Regions from separate parts of the Gossypium arboreum genome. Here region 1 is linked to region 2. A link is a contact called in public Hi-C data. All regions are on one chromosome and are shown on one strand. The core of a region is the stretch at or near the end of the contact, and the rest is flanking DNA. Distances in the headings are between cores, read along the strand shown. Region 1 holds the start of LOC108480366 (probable ubiquitin-conjugating enzyme E2 18). Region 2 holds the start of LOC108482464.

Region 1 (3,885 bases), core at 1,179-3,678, 300 kb before region 2:
AGCACAAACATCAAGGACACTTGCTAAATAAAATATAAATTGATTCACAAAAACCAGTATTGTCAAGGACACAAGGTGCACTCACAGTGCTTAGACCCTTTACATGGACTCGGGGACAAGCTGCAGAAAGCAAAAAAAATATCCGAGTGAAAGTAAAGCACAGTATGTGTGTGAATGTGGACTAATTTCTCTAAAAGAAGATTGACATATGTAGTTATTTTGGTTCAATATGCAAGATTTCCTTATGTTCAAGGTTTTCTGTTTGATTTTCAAATACTAAGAAGTAGAGTGTTTGATACACTCTCTTTATTACTAGTAAAGGTACATCTAATGAATGTGTGAGAAAAAAAATTAAATTAAAGAGAACTTCAATCAAGTAGGCCTTTCTTTTTTGCACCTATCGCCTTACAAAAAAGATTGCCTAGGTGCACCCAAATGAGGTTCACTCAAAAAGGTCTAAGGCGCTTTTTTTGTCTAGTGCCAAGGCGCAAGCACACCTAGGCACACGCCTAGACAACACTAACAAAACAATGCAAAATAGATTTCTTAATGGCCAGGAAGGTTGCAATTAATCAACACCTAAAGAAAGAACAGTTCACACCAGAGTGCCATATTCAAAGTCTTCATGAAACTTTACCTAATCATTAACACCTTGAGGATCATGTAAAGCCCAAAGACACGAAAGACAAACTTTTAGGACAGACCATATTTTACTTTCTTGTGTGATACATACAACATTCTAGATGGTCAAGACTCATTCATGGCTATGATGAGTAAACTGCTCAAAACAAGTACTTTGCTAAACAGTTAGTCGCATTAAATGCAAAAGATGACCAGCTCTCTTAGACACCTTCCAGTAAATATTTTTCTCCTAATTAATATTTCCATTAGGTGACCAAGCAACCTCTCTTCAACATCTTCCATAACTAGTAATATGCTAGAACAGAGCATCTCCAAGCATAGGACAGCGACAAAAAAACTCATAAACTCTCTAGCAAGTCACCTCTGAAAGAAAAACATGGGGAGAAACTTATCCTCTATCAGTCTAGCAATATAATATACTAGACATTTCTGAGCAAATCTTAATATACTCTCAGGCTCACAGCTTGACTAGAAAAATGAATGATGGAAATGGCAACATAACACCATAAGTGAATAGTTCCAATATAAATAGATGGCTCAAGAACTACTATGAACAATGATATAAGATGCTATGTCGATTACGTAGTTAGTCTTACATCCAAGGAAAGTGCTAATCATACACAATACCAATGGAACATTAAATGACCTCCCATTTATGCAGATATCATTTATCGAAATTTATCATGACAATTTGAACTGTAATTTACAAATACCACATGACTAATGGAAACACTGTATCCATAAAGGAGAGAGGGTGTCAAGGAACTCAAAGCGATATGTCAAAAAAAGAACCAGTACAATTATGATTAGAAATAATCATATCACGTTCTGCAAACTTCTCAAATAAACATTCTCCATCCGCTGTAAACATCACATATACCCCAAGCAGTGAGATTAAAAAAGACTAGCTGTTCAAGATAATTGTAGTTAGATACAAGTAAAACAACAAATTATCCTCAACAAATCACCGAGTCCAGCAATGATTAACGGAAAAACAAACCCTATAAAATACCTAAACAAATATGTCCATTGCTATAAATGTGAGGATGTAATGGCGAAGGAGGAATGAAAATCACCTGCTCAATCAACAAAAGAATACCACAATCTCCATTCATAAATCTTCAATTCCACTGTTTACTCAGAACAAAACAATAAGGAAATGGAAAGTAAATGAGGTACCTGGGGTGCCTCCATAGGATAATGCTCAGGAAAATCAACCTGAAGCTGATAAGTTTCATTAGCATAAAGCGTTCCAGGGGCTCCGTTGACTTCGATTATCCATCTTTCCATCGAAAATAAAAATCCAAATATTTACAGATTAAAACCCCTCTATTAAAAGAATTATCCAGAAAAAGTTAATTAAAATAGCAAACAAAAAGGAAAAAAACCTTTGGAGATTATCAGTGACTTTATGCTTGAATCCAGTGGGTGGATTAACTTGCCATTCCACTAATTCTTTCTGGAGTCTATTACATGCGATCTTGCTTAAAGCCTACGAAAAGCATACTCCAAACAAAAAGAGTAAAAAAAAAAAATCAAACAAATAGAGAAACAAAAAAGAAAATAAATCAAAAGAATTGGCGGACGCAACCTCAACTAGGGCAGAAAGATAACATAAAAATTCTTTTAGAAAAAATATAGAAACCTTGCGTGAATGAGCGGAGGAGCTAGTCATGGCTTCTGCGCGAGCAAGCTAGAGAAAAATGAAAAAGGACGGTGCCATCTGCTGTAATTTATATACTAGGCCCAGTCTAGCGCTGTAAATGTCAATTATTATTGCTCGAGAATTTTGGAGAAAAATGTCAGTAAATCGAACAAAAAGGCAGTGTAATACGGTAAATTGGTCGATCAACGTGGCATGGAGAGGATTGGGTGCTACACTGTATTGCAACTTATATTTTCCTTAAATTCAATTACTTATATTTATTAAAGAAAAACACGAATATGTTAAAAAGTCTGTGGAATATTCGATATTACCATAATTAATTCTGCTTCATTTTCAAAAGTAATTAAGCAGTAGTTGATAAGTTTCTTTTATAATATTAATATTGATTTTTTCATTTTATAATAAATTAATTAAAACTTATCACATATTACTTTTTACTGTTTTCAAACCTACGAAATTTGAATTTGAAATTTTATATTTAGATAATGTATATATTATGGATAAATTAGTTGAGACTCAATACTACATCCCGAAAATTGAATTAGTAGAAACGGACATTAGATTGTGGGCTCAAGAGAAAATCAAGTTTTATATCTTAGAAATTAAAATAGGATAAAATAAATAATTAGTTAATAATAATATCAATAATAATTAAATTAAATATTAATGATATCAATAATCGGGCATTAATAAAAATTAATAAAGATTAATTTGAAATAATGGTTAAAGTAGAGGTTAAATGTGTAAATTAAGACTAATTATTAAAAGAGAGTTATTAGAACAAGGGAGAAATAGGAGAGGATTTAGAGGGCAAATAGTCCAATTTTTAAAAAAAGCATCTTTTATATTTTCTTGGCATCCGAACCCTCTCTATTCTTTCAATTTTGCAAAAAAATCACTCTTTCTTCTCCAATTTCTCACCTAAACTTAGCTTGTTTTTGCTCAATGGTGCAAATTCGTGGACTTTTTGAATTAAAGGCAAATCTATTGTTATCTTATGTATTAAATTTTTATTAGGTGTTTTTAATTTGAATTTTCATAAATCTAAGCAAGAAAATTAAAATTTATGATTTTAAAGATATATTTTGCATAAAAATAGTGAATCTCGTAATAAAGAGCTAAGAAATGTTTTTAAAATAATTTTTAATATATTTTAACGAGATTAAGAGGTTTACAAATTCAATTTATCAAAATCTTTAAGTAATTGTATAAATTAAATGGTTTTTTTTTAGAATGAGGATGAATGGTGGTCTTTCGAGAAAAATAGTGTCTAGTAAAATTGAGTTGAATTATCGGCCTAGATCTATAATTAGAAACAAGTTAAGAGGTTATGAGGTAGAAATTAAAGATTTAATAAGTTAAAAAGAATAAATTAAGCTAAATAAATTGTATAAAATAAACCGAATAAGTATGTCTGACTCGAGAGCCGTTGTATGAACACAAAGAGATAAGTTAGATTGTTTTCGAATGCTTAGTAATATGTATATTTTTGTGTGAAGTTGAAAACATTAGTGAAGCCTCAACAAACCGGGATAAAGGCAAGCAAAAAGTTGTCTAATTCGACGAGCCGTGGTGAG
Region 2 (4,023 bases), core at 1,018-3,517:
CAAAGAACAAAAGAGGGTAGGAAATTGTTGGATCATGATTGGCTAATAAACAAGGATAACCCCTCTTTGTTTTTGTCCCTTTTTCTTGCATAATGTCAAGGACAAGTAGATAAGTGCAGGCTACTTCATTACAAGGTAACCTATGTCCAATGCTATCCTAATATCATATCGCAATCTTTATTTTTTTCATTTATTAATATTTAGTATAACAATTACTACTTGTATCTTCAATAAATATAAAATGAAAATCGTTACTGTATAAATATAATAGAAAGTTATATTTTATTTTATTTTTATTTAAAAATTAAATAAATTAGTTCTTGTATAAAAATTTAAAAAGTAAATTAGTTATTTCATTAAATATTTTATCTATTTTATTATTAAAAACTAGATAATTGATAGAATAACTAAATAATAATATGTGACATATCACATATATCTCCTATTGACATATAAAACAAATTTTAATAATAAAAATAATAAAATTTGTAATAGAAAAATAATTTACTTTTAGATTTAATGTAAAAAATTAATTTATTTATTTTAAATAAAAATAAAAGTAGAAGTTTATGGGAACGCAATTTAAACATCGGAAAACCATAGATATACAAAGTTGAAAGAATCCGCCAGTCCGTCCATAAGGGCTCCAACCCCACTATGAATGCGAAGTTCCTGCGACCACCGACCAAACCACTATCGTCTCAATCTCAACCCTTCCTTTTTATCTCAATGGGTCCCTTCGTCAGACACTGAAGACCAAACCATGTATTTTTTATAGGAATTTTTAGCATTAGCCCGGAAGGTGAATGGAAATTCAATTGTTTCCTGAATTATTTTGTACTTGGACAAGGTTCAAAATTTTCAGCTTAATTGGTACTGATTTTCTATTCATGGCAAACTATGTTTTTTTAAGGTTTTGATATTTTTGTCTGAAAACAAAGAGGAAAAAAAAAAACCATGAAAAAGGAATTAGTAGAGCAAGATTTTACTCTTTTGATGGATACTAAAACCGGATTTAACATGTCAATTCAAGGGATTATGAAGAATAAATTTGTTGTTGTGGGGGCTTCCTCTGGATTTAACATGTCATATTCAATATACATTTATTTAGAATATTATTACTCCATTTTCATTTGAGATTTTCATGATTTCATAGTGTTCTTCCACTCCATGTTGGTATTAGTTAGAACGTAGTAAAAAAGAAAGAAACAGTCAAGCACGAGTTTAGAAGAATGAAAAAAGGAAGTTGGACTCCATGAAAATGATATAGTTGACTGAAATTCTATTGCAAATCTATCATGAACAATGAAAGCAACTTGTATGAATATGAATTCTCAATTATATGGGATTTAAAAATTGAACAAAGATGAGTTTTTATTTTTCCCAGAAAACCTGGGAAATATTATTCACTGTACAACTCAACAAGATTACAATCCCGAAACCTAATAATTCCCATCACTAATTTTTTGTGTAATTAATCCCCCGCTAATTCTTAACCACAATAGACATGCATTTTGTATAATGCGCAATGTTTTCTTGCATTAGGGCTTTCCTTCTTTCAGCAATGAAACTATCTACTTTTAACTGAAACTCTTCATTGCTCATCTCATGTATCGCTTCCCTTGCCGATTCTGCACTACAAACAACTAGTTCTCTGCCCGTTATTGCCGTCTCCGATCTTCTATACACCCGGCGGGGACGCCGTTTTCCAGATTCTGACACCACTGATCGTGTTCGTCGGTACTCTTTTTGCTTCACTTTATCAGTTGAAGTTATTGCAGGCTTCGTCTTCGTCGTCCAAGGTTGTTGTTTAATTTGTGAAAGCGGGCGTTTTGTCTCTGCAACATCAACCGCATTTTCCACCACGACGATTTGTTTGTCGAGCACGGTCGCCTCCGCGGGTATTATACTCCGGTGAGAGCACACGTACTCATCGTAGATACCGGAGCTGGTAGATTGTTTCTGGGTAGACAGAATATAAACAACAAGGATGATGATGTTCATAAGGATGAAAATGAAGAAAGGGTCATTAAGAGTGTTGATGTAACGTTGGCTAAGATCTCCGGCAACCTCGATGATGTGGGGAATCAAAGGGGGGGACCAAGACCATGATATCAAAAACAAAACCAACAAAAACCCCATATAGCGAAGACCCAACCTTAGCTTCCTCTCCATGTTGTATCTCCGCAAAGCATCTTCTTTCTCTGCTTTAACGTTGTCAAGTTCGAAGGAATCCATGTTTGTTTAACAAGAAAATGAGGGGGGGGGGGGGGAATGGGGGAGAAGGTTTAAGGTTGCTTTCTAGAGGGATTATTATTAAACAAAGAAACAGAGTTGGATGGAATCTGCTGGTACTTAATAATACAGGGCTTTGGAAACTTTATGATTTCAAATGGATTGGATGGGATTTATATATATACACGTTGAGTACTAGAGAGGCGGGGTATACTCGACACTAGTAAACTCCTTAAAAAACAAAGCATGGACCCACTTTTTAATATTATTAATGTATTAATTAACTAAACATGAAAATATTTCAATTTTGCTTCTCGGATAACTCTAACTCCACTGCATCATGACCAAGCCGTATTAAAAGTTTTCTCGAGAGCACATCCGGTAAAAAATATCGTTGAGGTTGTTTTATAGTGTTTTAAAAGTTTTTTATTAAAAGTTAATTTATATTTTATTTTTTTTACTTAAAAATTGAGCAATGTTTGGTGTATCATGTGTATTTAAATGCTAACGATATAGAGATTAGTTTTTAATAATAGAAATAGATAAAATTTTAACAAAATAATTAGTTTATTCTTTAATTTAATATACAAGGATTAATTTGTTTATTTTTTGAGTAAATGAATTAAAATACAATCTAAATTATAATATAAAACCTCTATAATACTTTTACAAATATTAAAAGACAAAGTGAGCGAGCTAAAGTGAATTATGTGAGTTTGGGTCCATTCTATTATTTTTTCATTAATATCTAATAAATGTTTAATCACTATTCACAATAAGAGTTTTACACATTTGAATGATAATGATATTTATATTAGATATTAATAAATAAAAAACAATATTCTATCTTAATCCGAATTATGTTAAGGTTTCTCGCACACTTACAAGATAGCCAGTGAAAGAAATGGAAATGGGTCCAAACAGGCAGACCCACGAGTCGGGGGGAGGTGAGATAGGTTAGGTGGTGCCACGCCGGAGGAAATACCATGGAAGGGCTCGAACGGGTCCCATGGTGGCACCAATATCCTAAGCTCTCGCACTCTTTACAAAAAGTAAAATGTGGGTCCATGCGTTGCTACATTTTCAATTACTTCTTTTAAATTGTGAAATTAATAGATTCATCATGCATTTCCTTATGGAGCATGAAACTTCCTAATATGTTCCCATTGGGATTAGTTGACATTTTGCAACACATTATCCAAGTTTTTCTTCTTTACCAGCTTACTTAGGTTTAGTTTGATTTTTCCTTAACAAATTTTGGAATGCATTACTTAGATTATTGTGTTAGAGAATATTTTTAATATGTCTATTAATTAGTTTTGTTTGTGAATATCGAATTAAGAAAATCAATAAAGTTGAAATGATTACATGATTCATATAGATATTTTTATGTTTATTTAAACTTAAAAATAATGTTATTAGGTGTGGTGTGGATAAATTTAAGATTTAAATTAAACTAATTTTTTAAAGGAAGAGTTCAAATTAAGTTATTACTAGGCTAAACCCCACCCAAGAGACCTTAGTAGTATAATGGGGTGGTTTGTCCTATTGATAAGCACCATTGAATTTTAGATAAGGGAGAAAAAGAATCTCATTTCCTTAAAGTGAGATCTTGAACGCATCAAATGATAAACTCTAAACAAAACAAAATTTTGAATCATATTTTTTAATAATTGTATTATATTAATCTTTTATCTTATTGTTTTATCTTATTATATTTTAATTTTAGTTTATACTAAAAATAAATTTCTAAACTAGATTAAAATGTATTAAATGAAACCTTTCATG

What was found. Hi-C and Micro-C count contacts between places; a contact is called where the count stands out from the background.
Region 1: a Hi-C map of leaf shows a contact between it and region 2, with 3 times the contacts expected there. The contact joins the promoter of LOC108480366 here to the promoter of LOC108482464 in region 2. A contact is called at or near these places in 2 of 5 Hi-C or Micro-C datasets (both in leaf).

Annotation. Positions count from the first base shown.
Region 1 is chr1:99,054,192-99,058,076 of ASM2569848v2, reverse strand. LOC108480366 (probable ubiquitin-conjugating enzyme E2 18) reads right to left here and starts at 2,428. Exons shown (of 6, transcript XM_017783345.2): 1 at 2,288-2,428; 2 at 2,031-2,134; 3 at 1,822-1,924; 4 at 1,655-1,718. The coding sequence starts at 2,317.
Region 2 is chr1:98,751,647-98,755,669 of ASM2569848v2, reverse strand. It overlaps LOC108482464, which reads right to left and starts at 2,267. Exons shown (of 1, transcript XM_017785598.2): 1 at 1,357-2,267. The coding sequence starts at 2,238. The coding sequence ends at 1,486.